Regions from separate parts of the Anas platyrhynchos genome. Here region 2 is linked to region 1. Evidence: chromatin contacts called from public Hi-C data. All regions are on one chromosome and are shown on one strand. Each heading gives the region's core, a stretch centred on a gene start, on an enhancer-like site or on the middle of the called end of the contact. The rest is flanking DNA. Distances are from core to core; before and after follow the strand shown. Region 1 holds the start of TCTN1 (tectonic family member 1). Region 2 overlaps PPTC7 (protein phosphatase targeting COQ7).

Region 1 (6,620 bases), core at 705-3,204:
ACAGTCCATGTCTGGGGATTGTCCTTGCCTCCCCAATGCCTCCCCAATACCTCCTTAATCACTCCTCACATGCAGTCGAGGTCCAATCTGTGCTTGGTATGAGCCCACAGATTTTGGCAAGGCTTGGGTTTCACCCAGGAATTTGGCCCGTGGTACATCATCAGCTTTGCAAAGTAAATCTGGATGCAAAAAGAACGTATGAAATTATATTTTCCCATGTGCGTTATCCATGGTCCTTCTTAATCATTTAAATCCTTAAGAAATCCATAAACTAGCAAGTGGAGGTGATTCATTAGTAATTATCTCAGCTGATGACACTGCAGATGAACATCTGATACAGAAGGCAGAATATGACCACTGATGATAAACAATAAACCACCACTTTCCCTCTAAGACCACAAACTAAATTCCAACTTTCAAAATTTGCAGGACTTACAGGAAGGAGAAACATCTTTATACTTTTTACCGGCCCACATGTCAGGTGGGAGCAAATTAGTCAAGGCAGTCGAAGGGACTGTAAATCCCTGAGTCTGACTCGTCCAAGAGATGTCTGATCTCTGCCCCATGGCAGCGAAGGAGAGAGCAGCCACATGGTCAAGCTGTTCCTTTGAAGTAAAACTTCAAAATCTATTTTACTTTCCCTCAAGCAACAGGATGTGGAAACTTCACTCCCTGAGGAGTGACAAAAGAAAAGAGCTTCACCTGCTTTTTAATAGGCAGGAAAACAACCCTCCTTTACCTAGGGGACTGTTCCCTGCCTGAAGTCTCCTGTTTCTTGAAGCTGCGAGACCATTAACTCTGCTAGCTGCAAACAGACCCTCAGCAGATTCCCACAACCTGTGCCTGTTTGCTTTGTTAAGCAGGGCCCAAGACACCGGAGTTTTCAGAACAGCTCACCAGCATCTGTCCTGAATGTAGTTACGAACACACAAACCAAGTGAGTAAACTGGCAAAGTCAACATGCTTCTCTGCAGCAGGACAATGAAAAACAAGCAAACAAAACAACAAACATACTAGTAACATGATTTAGGAGACCTTATTGAAAGGAAATGCTTGAATGCTTAGTTTAATAAAACTAATCTCAAAATCAGCAAAGGAACAAAGAGACCAAACACATCAGATCTTCCCAAGGAATGAGGCAAGCATAGTAATGTTGGAATATCCTTGTTTAAGAGAAGGAATGCAGAATGGAGACCCAGGTGAGGCTGTTACTTCATAGAAGACACACTGAGGTCTCAGGTACAATGGAGCACACTGGATTCTCACCTTCATAAACGTGAGGAAAAAGGAATAAACGTGGCCAGAAAAATAGGAAACACTAATGATGTATAACGGTCAGCCTGCTGCAAGAACAAGTGTTGTAGATGGTTTTGATCAGATAATGTGGATAACAAACTTCAGAAAGTTTTAAAAAGTTCTCCCAGCTGGAAACAAAGCCTGGATGTTAACACCTGTAAGGTAACTGGAAGGAACTTTGGTCATTTAATCACTCTGATTCAGTCCGTCCTACCATTAAATCACTATAAAAATGCCTGTGCATGTTACAAGGTTACTAACAGGACTAATTAATGAATGTGCACACTGAGCATTACGAATTGAAAGGACCCACGGCATTTTCAAAAATAAACACTTCAGAAGTTAAAAGAAAGCAGATTATTAGAAAGTAAGCTGCAAAAATATACTAACAGTAGGATTTTACAGTTCACAAAGGGCCATTCCCTACTTTTTTTTTTTTTTTTTTTTTCATACAGCCTTCCGGTGGCATTTCTGCACAAATTATATACTTAGTTTATGTTTAGCTCCTTTACTTCACACCACTGCCCTTGGCTTGGTTCTAGCGGGCTCCCCTCAGGGCCTGCCCCCGTCGCCGCCCGCCATGGCGCCCCCTCCCGCCATGCCCCGGGGCTGCCGGGGCGCTGGCTCCGCCATGCCGCGCCGCTCCCATGATGCCCCGCGCTCCCTGGCAACCGCGCCGTTGCTAGGGGCGGCCTAGCGGCGGCCGCCATGATGGCGGTGCTGAGGCCCGGGGCCTTCCTCCTCCTCCTCCTCTTCTTCCTCCTCCTGCCTCCGCCGCTCCGGGCAGAGGAGCCCAGCCCCGAGCCCCCGGCACCACCGGAGGACCGCGCTGCCGCCGGGGAGCGGCTCCGCAGCAGGCCGGCCCCGGTCACGGACGGTGGGTGCGCGGCGGGGTGGGGGCCGCTCAGCACCAGCCTGGGCCTGAGGGAAGCCCCACTCGTGGCCTGGGCCCTCGGCTCCTCTCCGGCCCCCGCTGCAGCCTCAGGGGGCTGGGAGAAGCCTGCCCGGCAGCTTCCCGATGTTTGTTCAGCATCCCTGTCAGCAGCATCCCGTTCCTGCCTCAGAACCCCCTCAGGAAGGCAGCATCGCCAACCCCCGGCACACTTTTTGGGTCATCACGGCACACACAGTCCCACAAGCTGGCACTGAGGGCTCAGTGGGTTTGCCTGCCCGCCCAGCACCCTGCTCAGAGCCTCCAGGGCAGAGCCTGACCTCGCAGAGGAGCCCCAAGCTCACCCTGTGTGTGCCTGGAGAGCTCTGTGCACACACCAAGCTGGGTGCACCAAGCAGTTTGCACTAAGACTCCAAATTCAGCCCAGGCTCTGTGAACATATAGTGCTGTGACAATATAAATCACTTTTTTTTTTTTTTGTAATTGTGCCATCAGAAAGTGTTGCGCACTGTTTTCTGATTGGCAGGTGTACTTTTATTTAACTTCTGATTTCCCGGTGGTGTTGTCATCAGCTCAATTTCCCTAGATTACTTGCCAAATTAAACATGTCCCAGTGCATGCCTCCTTAGGGAAATGAGACTTATATCCCCGATCTCAGAGATACAGCCTCACAATCTAATCCATGTTTAAACTTCTCTTGTTTACAAGGTGATACAAAGATTCCAGTGCTAAACTCAGCTGACAGAACAGTCAGAGCCTCAGAGATTCCAGGAACTGCCTGGATACTGTTCAGACGGTCAGAGAGCATCCAGGAGGCTGTAGAGAAATGGGCAATAGTCAAGCTAAAATAGAAGCTGTAATTTTGAAAATGAGTGTTCTTTTAAAGTCTGTGGAGTGCTGGTCTCAGTTTTCTATGTTCTCTGCTGTTCTTAAATCTAGATTTATTATGGATCAGCAAGTCTCGAAAAAGTTCAGTAAAAGTAAAATACAAATACAAAATTCAGAGCATCGGATTTTGGTATGCTCTTTATTATTATTATTTTTATTTTACTTTGCTCCTAGTAGATTTGCTAAGTGGCAGAAAAGGATTTTTAAAAATGACTTAAGAAAATCAGATGAATTTAGATGTAGACTTTTGACTGTTGTCCCAAATAAAGCAAGATGACAAATGGAAGTGTTAGGGAACGTGCTGTAGTGTGCAAAGTTCCAGTCCTAATTCTAATTTAAGTCTTTCCTCCAGTTGCCAAGCTGTGTACTTGTGATCTGTTGGTGGCACAGTGTGATGTAAATTGCTGTTGTGACCCTGACTGCAGCGCAGCAGATTTCAGCCTCTTTACTACATGTTCAGTTCCTATCGTCACGTAAGTGAATAAGCAGCTATCTGAAATCCAAAATCCTGTTTTATTTGCTGCATGCATTTGTACAGGCTTTGTCTTCTCCTCTTATACATTCCCAGCCCCTCTACGCCCCACCATCCTAACCCATACCTACCCTTCACCAGTCCCTGCAGCACTAAGCCCATAAACTTTTGGTTCCCAGCCAGGCAGAGCAGCAAATTGGCCTCCCAGCCCAGTTTCTCATTCCCTTCTTTCTAAATTCACACTTCTTGCTTTTTTCTTGCACTGTCCTATTGTTGGGGGGAGGGGTTGCTTAGCTGTTAAAGCCTTCTGTTAGGGAATGAATGATGCATCATCAGAGTTTTGTAGGTATAATGTCTGGAAATTGGGAAAGCTGATGCCATGCGACCAGTGTCCCAGCTTGCTGCCTCACTGCTGATCTTTAAAACCAGTAAAATGTAGTGACATTATATCAATAAAGTAATGCTCACGATGCGTTCCTTGCTATTTACAATTTATTTGAAAACACCTTAACCCAACTCCATCTTCTCAAAAAGGAACGAAGAAAGCTCACTTTAAAATCTGAACGTGAAATCTCTTGGCGACTTCTCAGAACAATAAGTGCAGCTCTTCAACCCACCTTCGGCATAAATTATGCCAATCTGAGTGCTGGGGTTTATTCTCGGTGCTTTGAAATTTGAATTAGCAGTCATCGCAGACTGCCATTTCTTATTGTTCTCGCACACAATGACTACTTCTACCCATTTATAGACATTTATATATATCAGAAAGGTCTAATCAACGCCTCTCTGAATGACAGTTTAATTGTCTTAGGTGACTGTTCTGTCTTTGTCAGCTAGAAAGGCATGAAATGAAGTTGTGGTTTTCCCCAAAAAGTCTTTTCTGTAAAATGTTCATTTTGCGTGAAAATTTCCAGTGACTGCAAGTATTGCGATCTCCGTATTTACATCTAGATTTATTTGCATAATTGTGGTAGTCACTGAAAGGATTTTGGCCGATCACAAGTCAGAGGTTATCTGGTATCTGAAACACTGAGGAAAACAGTCATTTGTTGTAGGATGTGATTCAGGGTTTGCCTCATAGAAAAACTTAACTCTGTGCTTAAAAGCTCATTTCTAAAAGTCATTTATTTCTCAGTGTCTGCCCATAACTGCTCTGACTCTGCCTAAGTACCCGTTTCCCATGAAATGCCGTGTTTTTTTTAACACATAGTACACTTCAGGGCATGAACTGGCACATTCATTGTACAGCCTGTTGCAGTTCTGGGATGTTGTTGAACCCTCTGCACATCCACAAATACTTTTCCTGGACTGAACTGGTTCCTTCACCTTCCTGGTTCTCACACTGCTGCTTCTCGTATGTGCATGTCAAGTAGGGCCTCACCCCAAAGGTGCACATTATTCTAATAGTCATGAAACTTACCTTTTTCTGGCCTACATGCCATCATTCTACCTTAAAGATCATCCTTTCTGCTTGCACTGTGTAAATAAAAGTGCTTCTGAGCTGCCTAGCCCATGGTGCACCCTTCAGTTGTGGTATCTGGATTCCATCCAACCTGTCATCGTAGCTCTAATATTATTGCTGTCAGGCTATTCTCTTCCCTCAGTATGTCTCTTACCTTATTTCTTGTTGCTGCTCAGTTTCCTCTGCTAGATAAAACATGTCGCATAATTCTTTATTATTTAATAATCACTAATGACTCCATATAAAATAAGCCTTCTAAGGAGACACAACTGCTATAAAAATGGTGTTAAAAAATTAATGCTTTTTTGATGCTTCCTCAATACACAAAGATAGCTTTAAAATACGGTCAATACCAACTCCAAATGTATCACGGATTTTTTTTTATTGCTATTTGCAGAGGTGATAGCCGCCTTTGTAGTCAGAAAGCTGCTGTGTATTCACTTGATGTTAAAGCAAATCCACCGGAAAGGGTATTTCAATTAATTGACCACGTCAATCCCAGTGTTTTCTGCATTCATGCTACAAACTGTAAGTAGTGTTGTTGCCAATGTTAAGCCTTAAGCATGTATTTCTATAAGTTCCTTAGGTACCAGAAATAGACAAAAATTAAAAGGAACTAAACCTGTCAGAAAATTGATTATTCTGTGCTTGCAGTCCTTATGTTGTAGTACTTTTATTTGTGAAACTGTCTCATGCTCTGATTCTTTGTGTTTTCTGTTGGAAGTTTTCTGCCTCTAATGAAGCTTAGTTAAAATTTTTCATCTAGTTTTTCTTTTGACAATTCAGAGGTTGAGAAGTGACATTTTCCTTAAAAAATAAAATTAAAAATTACTGTTTTGTTTTGCTGAGGAATTTACCAACCCCAATAAATCCCTTAAAAACTGTGATTTTGAAAGAAAGGAACTTACTCTTCCCTTTAGTTTAAGTTTGTGCTGTCATGGATCGGGATGAAGTGATGAATTAAGACACTTCCTAGCTTTTCTCTTAAAGAAAAGCTGTGTTTTTATTTTTCTGTCACTGGATTTGTACCAACTCCCGAGAGAAAAATTGTTACTAAATACTGTTCTGTATTGTTTACCCTAAAAGTCATCTCAATCTTTAACATGTTTTGGCAGATAAACAAGCACTGTACTTTCCTTCCCCTGAAATGCCTACTCCTGAAAATTTTGATGAACTGTTTAAAAAGTTTGGAAGTGCTGCTTTCAGTGCTGAACCTGAGAGCTGGACTCTGGACTCAGATGCTCCAAATCCTTCTGATGCAAATGAAACTTACAGATATGAGGTACATAACTATCTGGTTCAATTAGTATTAAACTGCTTCATAAAAGACCAAGCGAGCATTGTTTGCATTTGCTTGTAAAAAGTTGCAGTTCTTCTGAAAAAGAAAAACTGTATTTTGGTCTTTAAATACAGAAAATTAAAAATAAATGTAGCATTTGTGTTGGCTTACTTCACAAGTAAGCTAGATTTTTAAGATCTGTGAAAAATAAATAGCTGGTTTGCTATTGTAAACAAAAAGCTGTTGATGGCTTAAGAATTGATGCACAGTGTTACATGATGTTGACAGATGCTTTGGAAATAAGGAGTTTTGTTATACGGATTTGTTGTTC
Region 2 (6,979 bases), core at 3,655-6,154, 40 kb before region 1:
AGAGCAGGCAAAGCATTTTTAAAACCACACTGTAATTCTACAGAGACTTCTTTGCATTTCATAACATCAAAATAGTTTCCCCGGGGAGGTTATACATATTGATACCTCTTAAGTACACTTTCCTTTCTGTAAGTAAATAGCCTCGAGCTAAATGCTCGTATCCCAACTAAAACAGTTTAATGTGTTTTTACTATTTAAAACAAGTATTTGTGGTGACTAATGTGGAAAAGTCGCTGCGAATTTTTGTTATCAGAACGTTCAAAATGTTCCATGCACGCACACACACAACCCACACTTCGGACAGCTCGGATTACTTTAGAATTGCTGTTTTGTAAGTCCTCAGAAAACCTCCAAATTAAGTTCATGCCTCACCCCACCCACTGAACGGCCCGAAAGAGAACGCTGTATTTTCACGTATGTAATCTACAACCTGCAAGTGCAGATAAAATGCAGCCTGTGAGCAGCTGGCCAAGGGCAGTGCCCGCTGCTGAACACCTCTCCCTATCCCCCCGGTGGCTCCCTCACACCGCACCCGTCAGTGACATGTTCCTGGCTGTTACTCTGGAAACTTCTGCCAACGTTGCTGCTTCTGCATTCAACCTGGGTGAGGGTTCAAGAGACACTTTGGGGCCAACATCCCTGCTCACACGTGGTGTTAGCTGGTGAGTCTCCAAAGGGCAGCACTTTGTGGTGGGTCTTTCACGTATAACACAAAGCTGTGTGCTCAGAAAGAACTGGTGGGAACAGCGAGGGATGACGAGGGCAAAAGATGCGAGATTCAGACTGTACACGCACACTTACTTTCAGCTTTTTTAATTCCTGCAGAATCATGTAGTCAGGCATGTTGTCAAACAGTCCGTCTGTTGCAGTCAAAATAATGTCTCCAAGTTGGACATCAAAGGAAGTACTATCGGCAGCATCAGGGCTGTGAAAATGACAGGTAATGTCAATGAAATGGCCTCCAGCTTTCACTAAGGCACCAAGCAATGTCAGCCCAGCACATTAACAGCTTTTGTAACTCGCTATTGTTACATGTTTTGCTGGAAAGGAAAGAAATAATCACCAACCGTGGAGCTTTTGCACCAGGATAGCTTGTCAAGAAAGCTACAACAAAAGACCTGTGATTGCAAACAGGTAATGTTCCAGCTATTACACAAAGGATTTGCATTTACAATTCCCAGATGAACAATCCTGCAAACTAATCCACTTCACAAGTGTGTCTCCATGGAAACCATTAAGTGGAATGGCAGCTGAGGGCTTCCTTCTCGCCCATCTTCAACATGTAGAGAGCTGTACTTGAAAGGACAATTCCTAACAGAACGGCCAAGCCACTTACGGATTCTGAATCACTTTCTATTGCAGTGGAACATGAAGCATGTCTGGAAATCACTACCAGGAGACCACAGCTGGTTGGTCTACTTACGTTTAATACATTACAGCAGAAAATATCTGTACTGGCCATGAATGCTGCTGCAGAATCCAATTCTCAGAAGCAATGTAACTACAAAACCTTTATTTTCAAGGATTTTTCACAGATCTTTAAAAGGCAGAAATGACTTCTGGCATAGCCAAATGGCGTGGCATGCAATCAGCTGAGGAAAGCAGCCCTTCTGCTGTGCACCGTCAACAAGGTTAGAGTTAAGATCGCCTGCCTATCCCCATATGTAGCCGAATTTAAACATTTAACTGGAACAATGAATTAAAAAAATACTGGAGAAGCATTTAGACAACAAGCACAAGTACTAATTAATGTCAAGAACAGCGCAGGAACTAGCCAGAAAGCTATAATCATGATTCAGAACCGAAGTGTGGGAGCTCATTTATCTTGCACTTTCCTTAATGTGGGATGACTCAGATTACTTTGCTTTCCTGACTTCCACTGGACGTTATCATGTTATCAGCTATCCTTGTGCTATTTTTTGAACAAGACACTGAATTTCAGAACTATTAAGGTTTTAATAGTTCTGGAACTCCAAACAACCACTTAATCTTAGCCTAATAAAGACACTAGATTATTTAAGGGTTCTCATTTCAGGGTTTTACGCTGGTTTCCTCCCTGCAGTCTTAGGATGACGTAACAAAGCCACAAGCAAGAATGATCAGGTGTTTCAACAGCTTTCAAGCAGCATTTTCAAAAAGAGCTATTTTGGTATTAGAAGTTACAACCCTTAAGGCACAAGCCTCCAGATTAAAAAAAAAAATAAAAAAAAGTTTAAGTTGCTTTCTCTCTTTACTGTGGTCTCTCTTTTAAGATCCTTTTATCATCCTTCTGTATTTAGAAGAGGGGTATCACTTTAATGACTGTATAACCATTGATTTGAGAGCAGTATTTTAATACGTATGTGAAAGCTGTTTTTTTTTCTTCACTTTTATTTTATTTTACTGGTTAGACTTCACGCAGTCACAGGATTTTTATCAGCCTGACATTCTTCGGGGAAGACTCAAGTACAAGTCTGTCTTTGAAACAACTCATTTCTGTGAACAGATTGTCCTTTCCTATTACTCTCATTTCCCAGCTTGGTGTTCCGCCAAACAAGAGTTTTGCTCGTTTTGGTCAAATACAATATGCTGCTGGAGACACAGCGGCTTGGAAACACGAGTTACAGTCACATGTCCCTCTGCTCTATTCTTCAAGCACTTGCTACCTCGCTGCCAAGATACCTAAATTAGCGTACTCCAAACCAGTCTCAAGAGAGCACAGACAGGGACGGGGAAGGAAAGCCGCTGATAAGACAAGGCACTCGTGCAGGGCGGGCGGCACAATCACCGGCTGCAGCCTTCATTGTAGCAGCTCCATTGTGCAGTGTTGGTCCGTGGATCTGAACACCACAAACTGCAGGAACACTCTATATTGAATGAATGAGCACAAACCCAATGCATTTTGACTGCAACAGCTTACAAAAATTGAGTAAGTACACAGTAAGAAGTGTTCACGGTACCTTAAAGATAGAAGGGCAGATATTAGAACCTTTTCTTGGGCACATTTAAATCCCACATGCTGTGCTGCATTATACGAGAAGCTCTCAAGACAGTAAAGCCACAACCTTTTGAGAGCTGATCACATACACAGATTAAAAATTTAAGATCTTCTCCTTTCTTACCTGTCACTTAAGACAACTCCTTCTGCTTCTGGTGGAGCTATTGACAGTTGGAACGGAGTGTTGAAGTAATGCTGCTGTTCATCAGAACGATGTACTACTTCTCCTCCTCTGACTACCAAAAATCCAGAATCTCCCAAGTTGGCTGTATGTAAACGATGACTTGTTCTGTCCAGAACTACTATACAAGCTGTACTGCTTCCTGCAAGCAAACAGAACATCGTAACTGGAGCGAGCCTTACACACAGCCCTTATTCTTTCACTGACTTCAGCCATAATCCAACTATTTAGATATTTATCAAAGCTTAGAGATCAGGATAAATGGAAATTATTATGATTAATGCAAAAAAAAATTATATACTGGCTTTGATTTTGGTAAACACGTCATGCTGACAAATACCTGTTTTGTTCCACTTCATTTACACTTCCCCATCCCAACATATGTCAGCACATTCTGCTATAAGACTGGATTTACAGAAGTCACTTATAATACTGAAATTCTGAAAGCATTAAGAGAATAGAATTCCAGTAGCATCCACACAATGCTAGGTGTTCTCCGCACATTTTTACTCCCCCGCTGTAAATAAAACACTCCAATTAAATACTTGGTTGCAAGCAGCTTCAGATAGCAATCCATTATTCTTGTCAGAACATGAGCACACTTTTCACTACAGCCTGGCTCTGCAGAGCTACCTTCTTTGTTTGAAAAAATAATAACCCTGTCAAGCGTTCAGGGCACTAACTCCACAAGTCTAAAGAAAACATGTTCTGGAGACAAATCCTGTTCCGGATTAAAGGAAGAACGGAAACGTGGCTACTTGTCAACCATACCCCGTGTTACCCCAGCCATGCCTGCAGCAACCACAGCATTCTCGATTCCTTCATGGGGAGGCAGCTGTCAACTTTGGTGGCAAACCACAGAAATTACAGCAGAGATACCCATGCACTCACAGAAAAACAGTGCTTGCTTAATTTCTGCCAACAGGAGCACTACCACCAGAAGAGCGTTAACTCCTGATGAGTGTGAAACACAGCTACAGCATTTCTTCCTGACTTCAAACTGCCTTCATCAGAATTCCCCATGCCATCTGCTAACAAACAGTTTTCTGGTTCATCTTCTATCCTTATGCTCTTGCAGCAGAAGTTTCCAAGCACATCTGTGTCTCGGACAGACCACAGACTTCTGATGAGCTAAACGTATGATCAGGCTTGCCTACAAGACGAGTCCAGCTGGCCTGAGGCATCACCTGTTCTGGATGTTTCACCTCCAATCCAGGGAGTTCCCCACAAAACCCTGCACTTAATTTGTTCTCTGGTGAATATACACGACCTTCTCCACTCTTGGTGAATGGTAAGTCAAAGCAGTATTTAAGGGAAGATTCATATTTTATATATGACACCATCCAAGATTGCTCTGCGATGATAAGAATAGCTTTTAAATACATGGCACAATTTCCTCCCACTTCAGTCTTGTTTTAAAAATAATTTGCTAGATTCAATTCTGATGAACTAAACATCAAGGCAAAACACAACAGGAAGGAAAAGTTCATGCCTAATGAATCCTCCCTAATGAAGTCCTCTCCCTCCACTTTATTTCAAATAAATTCTAACTGCTCGTTGCTGTGGTAGCTCCAGAGGTGGTTTTTTTTTTTTCTACCTCTAAAAATACTGCTCTTGGTAGTGGTATTTTCTTCCAGGAGAAGCGCTGAGGATCATTAGTTTCACATTTTAACTGTATTAGCACAGTGTAACTAGGAGGCCACGTGTGGAATGCAGATCTTGTGACTCAGCATACGCCGCGTTTCAGCCCTCGAAAGGTCAAGCCACACGGGGCTGCCTCTGTCTGCAGGGAGTGCTGAGAGCTCTCACCAGTGGCCCGCATTCGGGGTCGCTTCCAGCTGCATCTGCCTCGCACAGATGAGCACTATCAGACACGCAAAATCCTGATGGAATTAACGACCACTGCTGTTTTAGAAGTGACCTTACGTGTCACTGAGATTTGAACCTATTCTTTGGGCATATAATGCAAGAACATCTGTTCCTAAGCTCAGCAGAGGCGCTAAATATAGCTTACACAGCGCTCTTCTGGCAGAGAAGTTTAAGGTCAGGTGAGAAGCATGCATATCACACAGGGTAACACTTTCTTGGTGCGTAAGAGGTCACCCGCCCTTTAGAAACGTGTTCCGTTTTCAAGGTTGTCAGCTGAGGCCACGCTTCGCCTCCCTATCTGTTCACCATTCCCAGGCAGCTGGAAGCACTGCCTAAAATCAGGTTTGACACAGGACATGCTAAGCACCTACTTTTGTTTGCTTTCAGAAGAAAAATATGTAAAGATTCCCCTGCAAGGAATTATAAAAAAAATCCAGGGTATCAGTGATCATACGACATAAATTATTTAAGTCAAGCTGTTAGGCTTAAAGTTCGTTGGACATAAAAGGCAACGGGAGCAGTAGGGCAAGGAGCAAGTAGAACTGCATCCAGCTATCACCAGAAAACATTTTTACTTGCACAGCTTAAACAAAAAGCCACAAACAACCCTTACGAGGTTTCAATGGAGAAGAGCTATTTATACAAGGAGTGCGTGCCATAGCAGCCTCTACTGCCAAACTCATTTTTCAAACTCTGCAAGCATTGGTGAATTGCCACCCTTCACACACAAAGACTTGAATATTCTATATTTCATATACAGATATTTATATACAGATATTTTTGTATATATTTTTTGTATATAATTAAGTACATGTCAAGGTAGCACACAACACATGCAATTCACATGTTTCTGCTCTCTTACCAAGCAAAGGTACTTTGTTCTGCAGCAGCTCACAGTAACCTGCAGTGAGAATCCCGACAGGATTACTTGGTACAAACCGTCCTTCTTTCACTAAACGTTCACATGTTCGCATTAGAGTCCCTGAGAATTGAGAAGGGTCAACCCCATAGTCTCTCCAGCCACCGACACCATCTGCTACCCCTAGAAAAACAAAACAAAAACCAGAAAACAAGAGTTACATGAACAGAAATGGTTTGCAAAATGAGGTTTTTAACTTTTGTCATGACTTATGGCATTCAATATCTGAAAGGCAGAACAAGGCACCTGCTTGAAAGAAAAAAAATTGATTAAGGGAAATAAATCACTAAACATTTTTAAGATGATTTCTGATATCAGCTGCCAGACAAAGCTCTGTACACCATCAGAATTGCTAAAAAGAAGGTACAAGTCAAATGATGTGAACTTCACAAGGAGACAGCTGACTTCACTAGAGGGAAAACTGATGTGGAATTTTGGAAGGAATTCAATCATATTAACCTTTGGTTAGCCCATTAAAAGGGAAGAAAAGAGCGATGATTAGTTTTAAATGTGAAGGTCATTAAGATTTTTTAATAGGATTGAAATGATAAAGATCTTCCCCACTAGTCAACGCCCCGAAGTTTCTCCTCGAGCTACCTGCTCACAATAAGAATGACGTTTTTCTACTTAGTACTATCCATTTCTGCAAAAACTAAATCTCCATTAAATAAATAAATAAGAAACAACAGACAAACCAGCACAATGCTAGTACCTACGTCTGCAAGGACAATTTGTTGCTTAAAACTTTAGCCAAGGAAAAGAAGGAAAACTGATCATGGCCCCATAAATTTCCATCGTCACTCAAAACAGTGCAGACATGAGAAAACTCGAACAATTCTGCCAAAGGTTGGAACATTCTGAGCAACCAGAGATGCACATGGCATGGCCAAGGAGAGACAAACAGTTGGGTCAATCACTGTTCATAGTGGTTTGATGAGGAAATAGGTGGAAATAAGAGCAAGAAAAGTGCTTTTGCTGTCTCATATGCAGAGGAAAATCAGTTTGGGCATCTGTCAGACAAATATTACAACAG

Evidence for each region. Hi-C and Micro-C count contacts between places; a contact is called where the count stands out from the background.
Region 2: a Hi-C map of skeletal muscle shows a contact between it and region 1, with 2.1 times the contacts expected there. The contact joins the enhancer-like site here to the promoter of TCTN1 in region 1. A contact is called at or near these places in 4 of 8 Hi-C or Micro-C datasets (F1 follicle, skeletal muscle and subcutaneous adipose tissue).

The regions. Positions count from the first base shown.
Region 1 is chr16:2,367,056-2,373,675 of IASCAAS_PekinDuck_T2T, reverse strand. It overlaps TCTN1 (tectonic family member 1), which reads left to right and starts at 1,954. Exons shown (of 15, transcript XM_038187285.2): 1 at 1,954-2,173; 2 at 3,429-3,549; 3 at 5,408-5,538; 4 at 6,126-6,292. The coding sequence starts at 2,005.
Region 2 is chr16:2,409,671-2,416,649 of IASCAAS_PekinDuck_T2T, reverse strand. It overlaps PPTC7 (protein phosphatase targeting COQ7), which reads right to left. Exons shown (of 6, transcript XM_038187224.2): 2 at 5,890-6,069; 3 at 3,102-3,300; 4 at 802-925. Among named protein-coding and RNA genes, the nearest start is that of PPTC7, 13 kb to the right of the region's middle. Within about 2 kb of position 4,904, at least 7 of the 8 cell types and tissues checked have an H3K27ac peak or open chromatin away from gene starts, as enhancers often do. A contact at or near this core is called in F1 follicle, where this site is marked.